2 separate regions of the Mus musculus genome follow, and region 1 is linked to region 2. A link is a contact called in public Hi-C data. All regions are on one chromosome and are shown on one strand. The core of a region is the stretch at or near the end of the contact, and the rest is flanking DNA. Distances in the headings are between cores, read along the strand shown.

Region 1 (5,241 bases), core at 374-2,873, 130 kb after region 2:
CCATGTGTTGCCACGGGTGGTGGTTATAATTTCCTCATGGCTTTTCAGGTCAAACAAGGCAGAGCTAAGGAAGATTTTTCCTGGCATAGATAATGAAAACTATTCATGTTAGTAGGCCAATATGAAGGAGAAAGAATTGCTTATACTCAATCGCTAGGTTGAGGATGTTTCTCTCTCTTGAGAGTCACATTTTCTTCGAGTAAAAGATTTTTTTTTTCTAGCCAAGCATGGTGGTTCATATCTGTAATTACAGCTGTAGTAGGAAGTTCATGGGTTCAAGGTCAGCCTAGGTTACATTATCAATAGCCTTGTCTGAAAACAAAACAGTAAAATGTAGTTTTACTGTAAATCAATGCTATATGCACACAGTCAGCATATATACATATCTACCATTTTTAGTATTAAAGGTATACATTTGAAAACAGTGTTATAAAAGTCAACAAAAACCACTGAAAAGAAAATTTCAATTAGTCAAAAATGTAAATAAAACATCAAATATATTCTTTCCCACAACACATTCACATGTTTCCAGTAGTGGTAAAGCCATAATAAAATATTAGGGAAACAAATATTTTCTCATCTAAAATATTATAGGGATAATTAAATGTACTATAATGCTTTCTTATATGTTATTTAAATCTAAGGTTAGACTTTACTGAAAAATGATAGCCACCAGTGAGCTTATTTTCGAATGATTACGCCTTGGTCACAAGCCATTTATAGTGGATTTGAATTTGCTTACATGATAAAATACAATGAGAGATTTCTTACAATTAATATTTGTATATTTAGAATAAAATTACCGGCTTCATCAAACACTTGGAACTAAAAGGTCTCTTCCTGTACATTAGCCTTCAAAAAGAATTATGAAGTTAGCAGAAGTTGAAATGGATTGATTAAACTGGCTTTAGCTTTAGACCACTGCAAGGAAATTATATACATTTAATATGCCATTCAGTCAACATAAACCCTGACCCAAACCTTAACGTAGACTGTGTTCGTGTACTGCAAGACCAAATCTATTTTACCTGAGATTCGTGTACTTATGTAAGCACAAAACGAAGGATGTTCATTATGTATCATGTTAGGATTTTGTAATAAGTTATTTGTATAGTGATGAAAAAATAGTTTTTAAGATGAGTGAGGTTTCCAAAAAAAATTAGTTTGACTTATTAAGCACAAAATTCATGTATTTTTAACATAGGTATTTACTTTCTTTTAACCTTCTATATCACATTTAACTCTTGCAAATCATTAAATATAGCACCAGGGCATGAGTTAAAACTTGTGAGTATGTATGTGTGTGTGTGTGTGTAAATTTTTGAAATTTAACCTCTTAAAATCAGATAAAATGTACAGCTCTTTAATCTTTCTGTTTGAAACACTATGAAGTATTTATAAACAAATATCATTAATAAGTATTTACTTTTAACTGAAAGTAAGGTTGACTTTACTTTGAAAGCACCGCTACATGCGCCCTAACTATGACACTAATCAAGGTTGCTGAGAACAGGTTTAGGATTCAGGGCTCACAGTTTCAGGTTGAAATCTGAGTGTACCAGCAACTCCAGTAGAGGGCACTGTGCCTGTCTCTGTACCCTGAAGAGTCTTTGTTCTGCCCGTGCTTCATCTTAGCTCATGCTGGGGCTCCCTCTGCTGTCCTTTTAGACCACAAGACAAATATGTCGGTGAGTGCACCCCAGACCTCAAAACTGCAATCATAGTCTCAAGACTTTAGCATAAGGCAGTTCCCGATCAACCTGACTTCAGCATCCAAGTCTGAAAAGTTAGCATGTGAACTGAGTGAAGCTTTGATACATGGTTCTGTAAATATATCCTGACAGATGGTATTTCTTCTAAGAAAATTCGGTAGGCTAATAAGGAAACAAGAAGTGATATCTTCACATTACATGCCAGAGAAAAAATGGCATGGAAATGGAAACTGGAAACAGCTGTGATCGATTAAAATGTCAAGATACATGTACACACACATGCACACATGTGTGTATTAAAGGTATACGTGTGTGTGTGTGTGTGTGTGTGTGTGTGTGTGTGTGTGGTGTGGTGTGTGAATGTTTGTATGTGTATGCTTGTGGGATGTGTGACTGTGTTTATGTATGTGTGTGGGTGAATGGGTATGTATGTGTGTGCATGTATATATGTGGGTTTGTGTGTAGTATGTGTGTGTATGTGCATGTGTATGTATGTGTGTGTGTGTTTGTGGTGTGTATGTACATGTATGTATACCTGCTTGAGGAAAAATGTGTGTGGGAGTGGGGAGGCAGTCCCTATTTGATCTCTTGTAACTTTGATCTATATTATTTTTTTACTCTAGTTTTTATTTGTCTTTTTATTTTAAATAAATCCAGAGAATAGTATTTGGCAAAGTTTCAGCACTTGTGCACTTACCCAGCAGGATAAAGAGAAATCGTTCACATAAAGAAGACATATTTTGAAGTAATTATGTTTATAAATTTTCTAGTCACTCTCATGTGAAATAGGGGTGTTTGCTGTAAATGCATTCCTTTGCTTTCTGTGTTCTTACACAGAATAATGTCCAGTATCTGTAACAAAGCAGTTAGCAAACTCATAAATTAACCTTCTCTGTCATTTCAAATCAGTATTATAATTCATTCTTACCTAGATTTACCTTAAAATCACATGGTAAATAACATTGTTTTGGCCTTTGTACCTTTAAGCCAAAGAAAAGTCATGGTTTCAAACAAAATTGTGGAAATTGTAAGAATGGTAAAACCTATTGGCCTTTCTAAGCCGGTTCTAATAATTTGTCAAGTGAGCTTTATAATTGTTTGTGCCTGAGAAGTAGTAACAGCATATGCTGGCTGCATAACAGTGAGGAGACAGAATTAAGCAGCAGTAATTGCAGCATAAGAAGTAGATTTTCAGATCTGTTACTCAAATTCCAACTCACCACTCCTGTGGTTCGTAAGAGAGAAAACCAACTTTCTTTTTCCTTTTTTAAAATCACATTTAGCTGATAGAGTTTAGATTAATAGAGTTGTAGAGTCTAGATTAGTCTGACAGCTGGATATGTAACTTCATTGTGAAGCACACATCAGCAACCACAATTTCTTAGTTGCAATCTTCAGAAAACATACACAACTTGGAATAGGTGCGTGTCCACACATCAACCAATTTCTGTGGTTACATGCAGCATTTATATTAAATATATGTATTCTTTGTGCCACCAACCCTGGTGTATTTGTAAAATGGTTCTGGGAATCACCTTTAGAGAAGAATAGAAAACTATTAAGATGATTTTCTTATCACTCAAATGCTTCGTTTCATTTCTATAATGTATACAGTATTGTGACCTATTACTTCACAGAGAACACTTCCATAGTCTAGAGGGAAATGGGGGAACTGTTTCAGAAGTTAATACGTTAGGAAGGGATCTGTTTGACTCCTGTTTTGCTCTCACTTGGGGGCTGGTAGAAGTGCAGAAGAAAATAAGCTAAGTTCTATTTAGTTTTAAGGGGGGCAATAAAGAAGAGATAATTCTCACTGGTGGTTTAGTGCGAGTCTTTACATCTGTATGTGACAAAAGATGGACTTTATTTCTCAAGCTTGGGACACATTTTGTCTGTATCTTCCATTTCTTTCAAATGAGCACATGAAATAATAGGCTCCATTAAGACAAGGTCATGTGATCTGTCATTGTGGAGAACTTAGATCACAACCTTACGTTTAACATCGTTACCATAGCTAAAATTGGCGGTAACAGCGGACTTCAAACTCCTATCTCACCATGTGCTTTTCTCTACAAGCAAAAAGAGGCCACACAAAAGAAATACACAGAGTTCAAACAAGACAGGAACAGTTTATTTAATATTATGCTACACCTCACAGTGAGTTTTTGTGTATTATCTGTGTAAAGTGCACTCTTTGTGCACGGAAACACAGGGGCCAGACATTGGGCATCTTTCACTCTCAACCTTATATTCTGAGACAGAGTCTCTCTCTCCCTCACTTTTTCCTTCCCTCCCTCTCTCTGTCTCTGTCTCTGTCTCTTTTTCTGTCTCTGTCTGTGTCTGTCTGTCTGTCTGTGTGTCTTTACACACACACACACACACACACACACACACACACACACACACACACACACACACACACTGGATTTGCTGGACTGGCTGTTCAGATGCTCCTGGATACACCCCTCTCCAACCCTTTTCAGTTTTCCTTTCTTAGGGTTACCCTCAGCCTTATGTGGCTTCTGGGAATCTGAAAATAAAGTCTAATGCTTGCAGAGCAATGATTTTGCCTAATAGACCACCTCCCCTGTCCCCCATCACATTTTACTCAAAATAAAACTACTTAGATCTCAATGAAGCATTGGCATAAAGGCATAAAAACATTGACACAATTCAATTCCAGTTAGTTCTGAATGATTTGGGGGAGGATATTTTGTGAAAAGAATGATTTATTATGTTTATATATGTGTGAAATGTTTCTTTAGAACAACCATAATCAAAACAAAATAAAAGCTGATTCCAGCTTCGCCTGCATCCTCCTCACGATAAGTAATGCCTGCAGATCTAGCTGAGTGTTCCTGGCCAGGATTCTTGTCTCAACTCACCATCTGAAGACAGAGCAAAAACAAAATTCAAAAATCAACAAATATTATTGCACTATTTTTTTTAGGAATGCCTAAATTTTCCGTCAGTGCTTTGAACTCCACATCATTATTTGCCTACAAAACCCATCCATCCATCTCTTTATGAGAAGGGAGCACAGGACTTTCTCCCAGGAAACTCGTCAGGCAGTGCCCACACCCAGGAGCAATGGGAGGCTCTGCGGGTCTGGAGAAGCCGAACAAATCAAAATTGCCCTCATTCAGAATTACTGATAGAAACATTTTAAAATCTCAAAAGACATTTTGTTTTAGTAAAACTCTTATAAAATTATCTGCTTTACATATGAGTGATCGCTCTTCATTTTTTAAAGATAAGAGGGATAAAGACTATAGATAATTTTCATGGATCAAAGTGGATTGGTTTAGCTATCTGTTGTAAGGTTTTAGTTGAATCTTTTACAAAAGATTTTCGGTTAAGTCTTCTTAGGTCTCTGTTTCGCAACTCTAAGCTCTGAGCTATTTACAATATTTTAACAGGGATTAGTGGAAGTGAGGGAAAGTCGTAAACCCCCCATATTTAAATATTTCTTCTTCTGGCCGATTTTAGTTAAAAGGATCACAGAGTATTTGCACAGAGGGAATGAACT
Region 2 (5,519 bases), core at 2,071-4,570:
AGCATCAGTAGAAGATCCTAAGGCTCCTAAGATCCCCAGTTCCTGTTCACCCTGTCCACGTTCACCCTTATGGTTCAAAACCAAGGAGCTCAAGAAATTAAATGTGTGAGAGAGAGAGAGAGAGAGAGAGAGAGAGAGAGAAATGTGGGAGAAAGAAACATATTGTTTTCATAGATGAAATCTTTCGAGAATAAATAAAAATGTTGTATTTAAAAAGCAGAAACAGAAACAAAACCAGGAACCCCTAGTTTCCTTCCAGAGTGATCCTTGAAGAGAAGTATTCATTCATTATATAGAAACAGAAACAATGGCTCCAGGTGTTTGGGGGTTGCCCATCTCAGTGCAGAGGTGGCAGGGAATATGGTCCCAGCACAGGACTGGGAAGTAGCTGGCTATGGCCCACCAGGGTTTCTTTGCTTGTATCTGGTCAGCACTGCTGATTGGGGGCTCTCAATCAGAAGGACCCCAGACTTGGCTTAATGTTTGCTGCAACTACCTCAGCACTCTCGACAACGTTTGAACAAGGGGTCTGTGGTTTTATTTTGCAGGTTGTTACTCTTGGTGTATTTGTAGTAAGAGTACACCTCTTAGATTAAGAATGAGTCCATAAAGGAAGGCAACGGGGGCTGGGGTGTGGTTTAGTGCTGTGGTATGTATTTGACCTTGGGTTTGACCTTCAAAACACATTCTAAGACATAACAGTTTAATAGATACTTTGCTATGAATGAAGCATCAAGTCAACAAAAAGCTGTTCTAGGGCAGAGACTGAAGTGTAATAGTGCCATTCTGTTAATCACCCAGCAGTTGGCTTAGTTCTGCAAACCTAGCCCTAGCCCTAGCCCTAGCCCTAGCCCTAACCCTAACCTTAACCCTAAGGTTGGAACATGTATAAGTAATTCCATAGTTTTCATTAATCAAAAGACAATGCACTTAATGTCTTATATCATTATGACATATAATCAGCCATAATGGTCTATAATTAGAACATTCCTAAGTGTTGGGAGATAGATCATTATAGTCCAATCAAGGCATATGGTCCTTAGAACAACTTTTTTTTACAAGAACTTACATTGTTTAAAAAGATATCTTCATATAGATAAAGAAGCAGAGATGAAGGGAAGAAAGAAGGAAAGAAATGGAGGAAGACTGGCAACATGGGAGAAAGGCAAAAGAAATTTTTCTCTGTATATTTGGTCTATGGGATTCGTAGGAATATATGAGAATTAGGTTCATAGAAGTCTAACTAGCAGATTAAAAATGTTAGAGTTTAGTTTAGGGTAGGGAATGGGTGGTGAGGACAATGCTCTTGGGGATGGGGCCGGGGAGTATGCATGGGATGTGGGACAGTCCAGATTGGACCAGGATAGGAATAAAATTTGGAGTGTAAATAAATAAATAAATACAAGATTTAAGAAATGTCAGTTTCTTGAATGATGTATGGCTGCCTCTGGGCTAGTGGATTGTGTTTTAAAATGAATCCACGAGACAGATGAACCCTACACAGAGCATTGGTAAACTAGAAAATCAGATAACACACATAATCCCCACCCTGGTCTTAAACATAAAGATCATCACATTACTCAGGGTTGGAGAAGAGGGGAGTGTATTAGTAATTCACATTATTGGCTGCTTTTGACCTGAATCACAAGGCAAAAACTTCCATTCAAGAAGCTTATAACTCTGAATGGACACCAAAATACAAGGACTGGTATGCTGCCTTCTCGTATATAGTGATGTTATATGTGACTGACTCAAAGGGAAGTATGTGTAGGGTTTAAAATGCTCTTGAAAGATGAGGCAATTATAACCAAGAAATTGATTTTAAAACATCTTCCATGTTTTAAACATGTTCCAGGAAAAAAACAAGCAAGAAAAAAAATGGCCAGGAGTCTTTCTTGACTCTGGGGTTTGGACAGAGGGATAATCCTAGCCAGCATCAGGATAAGGCCCAGAGATAAACAGCTATTCAGCTAAACAAACAAGCTATAATTCTATTCCACCCTGACATTTATAGGAGCAGTCTGTAAATTTCTCTCAAGCTGATAGAATGTCCACAATTCATAAACATTGAAGCAAACTGCATATTCTAGATATATGTACAAAGGAAAGACCTCAAGGTATAATCAGACACATATGCGTCATACATAGTTTCTTTCTGACTTACAACCCTGTCTTCTTTTCCCAGTTGGGAAGATACATCTGTTTCTTCTCCCTCACTTGATAGGATCCAGGAAAAGCCAAGCTTTGGAGATATTTCTCTAGAACATCCGCGATCAGTAGATGTCTCAGCACATAAATCTAAGACGAACCCTTCTGGGCAGATACCGGGAAGCAATTTGGCCCATGGCATCACCTGGCCTCTGCTTCTTTCTACCCAGAGATGCTTTGTAAGGGGCCATGCCAACACTGCCAGGACCCTTGTCTACTGTTTCCCTAGTGCCTATGACAGAGGAACACACAGTATTGAAAGAAGAGGAGAAGTGCCTGTGGAGGTCTGTCTATGTGTTTCTGAATGTCATCACCGTGAACAGTCAAGTCTGAACTTGAATCAAACTATATAACACAATGCCATTAGGTTAGGGTTAGGGTTAGGGTTAGGGTTAGGGTTAGGGTTAGGGTTAGGGTTAGGGTTAGGGTTAGGGTTAGGGTTAGGGTTTGACTGATTCTGGGATGGCACTTGTAATGGAGACGACATCTTTAGGATGCTCTTCTCTGGGGAAGACCATTTGTCTTTCTCTTAGCACTTTCCATTTGACCGTGGTTCTTTGGGCTTTAAGCCCCTTGAGCTTTCCCCATTCCATGTTAGCATGCCCACTGGTTTCCTCACTGTGTCGGTCTTGTTTTGGCAGCCATGTTGATAAGACTCCATGGGTGTAGCTTCTATGACATTCCTAGAAGAGACTATCTCACAGCAAACCTTTCCATGCCTCTGGCTCTCACAGTCTTTCTGTTTCCTCTTCTGCACTGATCTCTGAGCCTTAGGTGCAGGAACTCATTAAAGCAGCATAATTCCCAACTACATTCTAAATTCGCCTGTACCCACAGATAAATGTAATCCTCTCTCTTCATCAGAGAAACTTCCCTTTGTAACAGATGGTGACTATTTCCCGAAAACCACAACTGATCAAAATGCAAAGAGTGAGAGAGATCATGTGGAGCCCAGTGCTAAGTGATCCAGTTACAGCCCAGTTCCTGCACCTGAGGCTCAGGGAGAGAACTGTGTGAGCATTTTCTGAGGCCCCCCCTAGAGGAGTCAGAGCACACAGTGCTATTTTGCATTCTGTTTCTGTGGCTAAGGACCATGACCAAAAACAACATGAAGAAGAGAGGGGGAAAGGGTTCTTTGACTTCCATGCCCTGATCATAGTCCATCAGTGAGCAAAGCCAAGGCAGAGGACGAGCAAACTGTGATCCTGGAGACAAAGTACTTAGCATGTTTTTTTTTTTCTATTTCCCATGGAGAGAAAAAGATAGCATTAAGTAATTCTTGGATTGGTTTTTGTCAGAGACATTTCCTGATTCCTCTGAGAGTTAAAAAACCGTATGCTGCCTCTAGACTCTTAGCGTTCTTATCAAAGAAAGCTTGTGAGACAGCAGTTTACAGAAAGCAGAATTTTAAAGGCATTCTGCCCTTTGACTCTACTTTTGAAATATTCCTACCATTTCTTTGCATTTTGAAACAGGCCAGGGTCCTTCTAAAATAACAAACAAGTTGACATGTTTCTTAAGATCGCTTGTGTTTCTTGGAATCTCTTGAATTTCTTTGTAGTTTCCATTATCTACCTGAAGTTACATTTGAGGAGCCAAAGTATTTTGATTTTAAAGCCTCTAGGTGTCTTTATCTGGCTTATGTGGGCTTTTGTTAAGAGGAAGTTGACCATATTCATAAAAAGTAAATTCCTTTGGAATTTTAATGAATAATCACAATTCTTATGGTCGTCATCTTTAAAGATGACATTTTCTTTACCCCAACATTGGAGATGACAATTCCCAGACTCCAACTCTAGACATAAAAATGGGTCCACCATTGGAGTGACACCTTATAGGACTTACCATTTAAGATGCCACCACTGGGGACCCACTATAGGAAATCAGATCACCTGGAGATGTCACTGGGTCTGTTGTCTGGAGATCTTGTTGCCTGGTGAAATATATTTTAGAGAAATGTCAACAACCTTTCAAGGCTTCACATAACTGAGGTACTGCAGCTCTGCCAGAGGCCAACCTGCCCTGCCATACTCTGGGAAGTCATTTCTTAAGTGACCCAAGGCTCAATCAGGCATCAGGAATCATTTTCACGCTTTAGTTTGTTCTCTCTTTTGTCATTAGCTCATGATATGGAATGTTTACATGTTTCATAAATATTAGTTAATTAAAAATAATAATTTCTGGAAATTTGGAAAAGACCCCCATCAAATTTTTAAGCACTTTCAATGATCTCCCTGCAATGACAATATTGCAGAATTATGTTCTCTGAGCATATGTCACAATCAAGTGTCTTCTTCCCTTCCTCTATAGAAAAGGCAATAAGCCATTTAAGGAAAACTGTATTTGTGTTATTTTAATAATTCTTTTACCTTTGTTGAATGAATGTTTTGGAGCAAAGTTATGTTTATTGTTATAATTGGATAATATGTGACCTTGATCTGAAATTTGTCAGCATACAGCTTGTAGATTATTGAAACTTGCTTTTCTGGTGATATCTTTCAGATTAATCGGTACTTTCATGGCTTGTTGTCCTGTGAGTGAAGATTCTAAAGTTTTTACTACAACATGTCATGCTTAAAGCCAAGCTATGGGCATGGCAGTGCATTTATTCCCTGGCTGCAACAATGCTGGGCGTTTGGATGTTTTGTTGCAGTAGACAGAGCACTTGGCTTTGTTTTCTGTAGATGGCATAGTGCCATTACCTTCTGTCCTCCTGGAATAACACTTCTCATGGCCATGACTCTTGCCGGGGCTCTTGCACTGTTTCAAGGCTGAGAAGAAGTGGCCCAGTGCCAGCTCTAATTAAGCAATAAGACACTCCAAGCACTATGTCCCAGGATTACTGCATGTCTGTCTTAAGTGTGTGCCACTACTCAAGAAGTGCAATCGTGCTTTAGAAACTGTGTCCTCTGATGTGACTTATTGCCATTTGGAAGAAGAGCAAAAGGGAGGAGGAATCTTCTTTCTCAAGCACTGGATGAGAGTCTCTGTGTGTGACTTTCTAATCCCTGCTATGAAGGAAACAACATTGGCCCAAGGATGCTACAGTCAGACATCGGACATTCTATCCACACCTGATCTAAACACAACACAGGCTTGTCTGCCTTTTCTCACTGTTGCTTAGTAAACAGAATGAATAAAGTAAGTGTGTGTGTGTGTGTGTGTGTGTGTGTGTGTATGTATGTATGAGTGTCTGTATGTACACGTGAATATGTATGCATGCTGGGACCAGGTTTGGATGTTAACATTGGATGAATTCCTTAATCATTCTGACCATGAGTTTTTGTTTTGTTTTGTTTTGTTTTGTTTTG

What was found. A called contact is a pair of places that touch in the nucleus more often than the background predicts.
Region 1: a contact with region 2 is called in a Hi-C map of the HPC-7 cell line, with 2.8 times the contacts expected there. The contact joins two enhancer-like sites. A contact is called at or near these places in 1 of 15 datasets of contacts at CTCF or cohesin (stem cell-derived epiblast-like cells), 32 of 484 Hi-C or Micro-C datasets (the HPC-7 cell line, the Patski cell line, Sertoli cells and 18 more) and 3 of 115 datasets of contacts at active chromatin or transcription factors (epiblast stem cells, kidney and stem cell-derived neural progenitor cells).

The regions. Positions count from the first base shown.
Region 1 is chr3:128,335,613-128,340,853 of GRCm38.p6, forward strand. No RefSeq gene overlaps it. Among named protein-coding and RNA genes, the nearest start is that of Gm52639, 35 kb to the right of the region's middle. Within about 2 kb of position 1,624, at least 2 of the 459 cell types and tissues checked have an H3K27ac peak or open chromatin away from gene starts, as enhancers often do. A contact at or near this core is called in the HPC-7 cell line, where this site is marked.
Region 2 is chr3:128,207,466-128,212,984 of GRCm38.p6, forward strand. D030025E07Rik (RIKEN cDNA D030025E07 gene) reads right to left here. Exons shown (of 6, transcript NR_045704.1): 2 at 4,054-4,141. Among named protein-coding and RNA genes, the nearest start is that of D030025E07Rik, 21 kb to the right of the region's middle. Within about 2 kb of position 3,321, at least 3 of the 459 cell types and tissues checked have an H3K27ac peak or open chromatin away from gene starts, as enhancers often do. A contact at or near this core is called in the HPC-7 cell line, where this site is marked.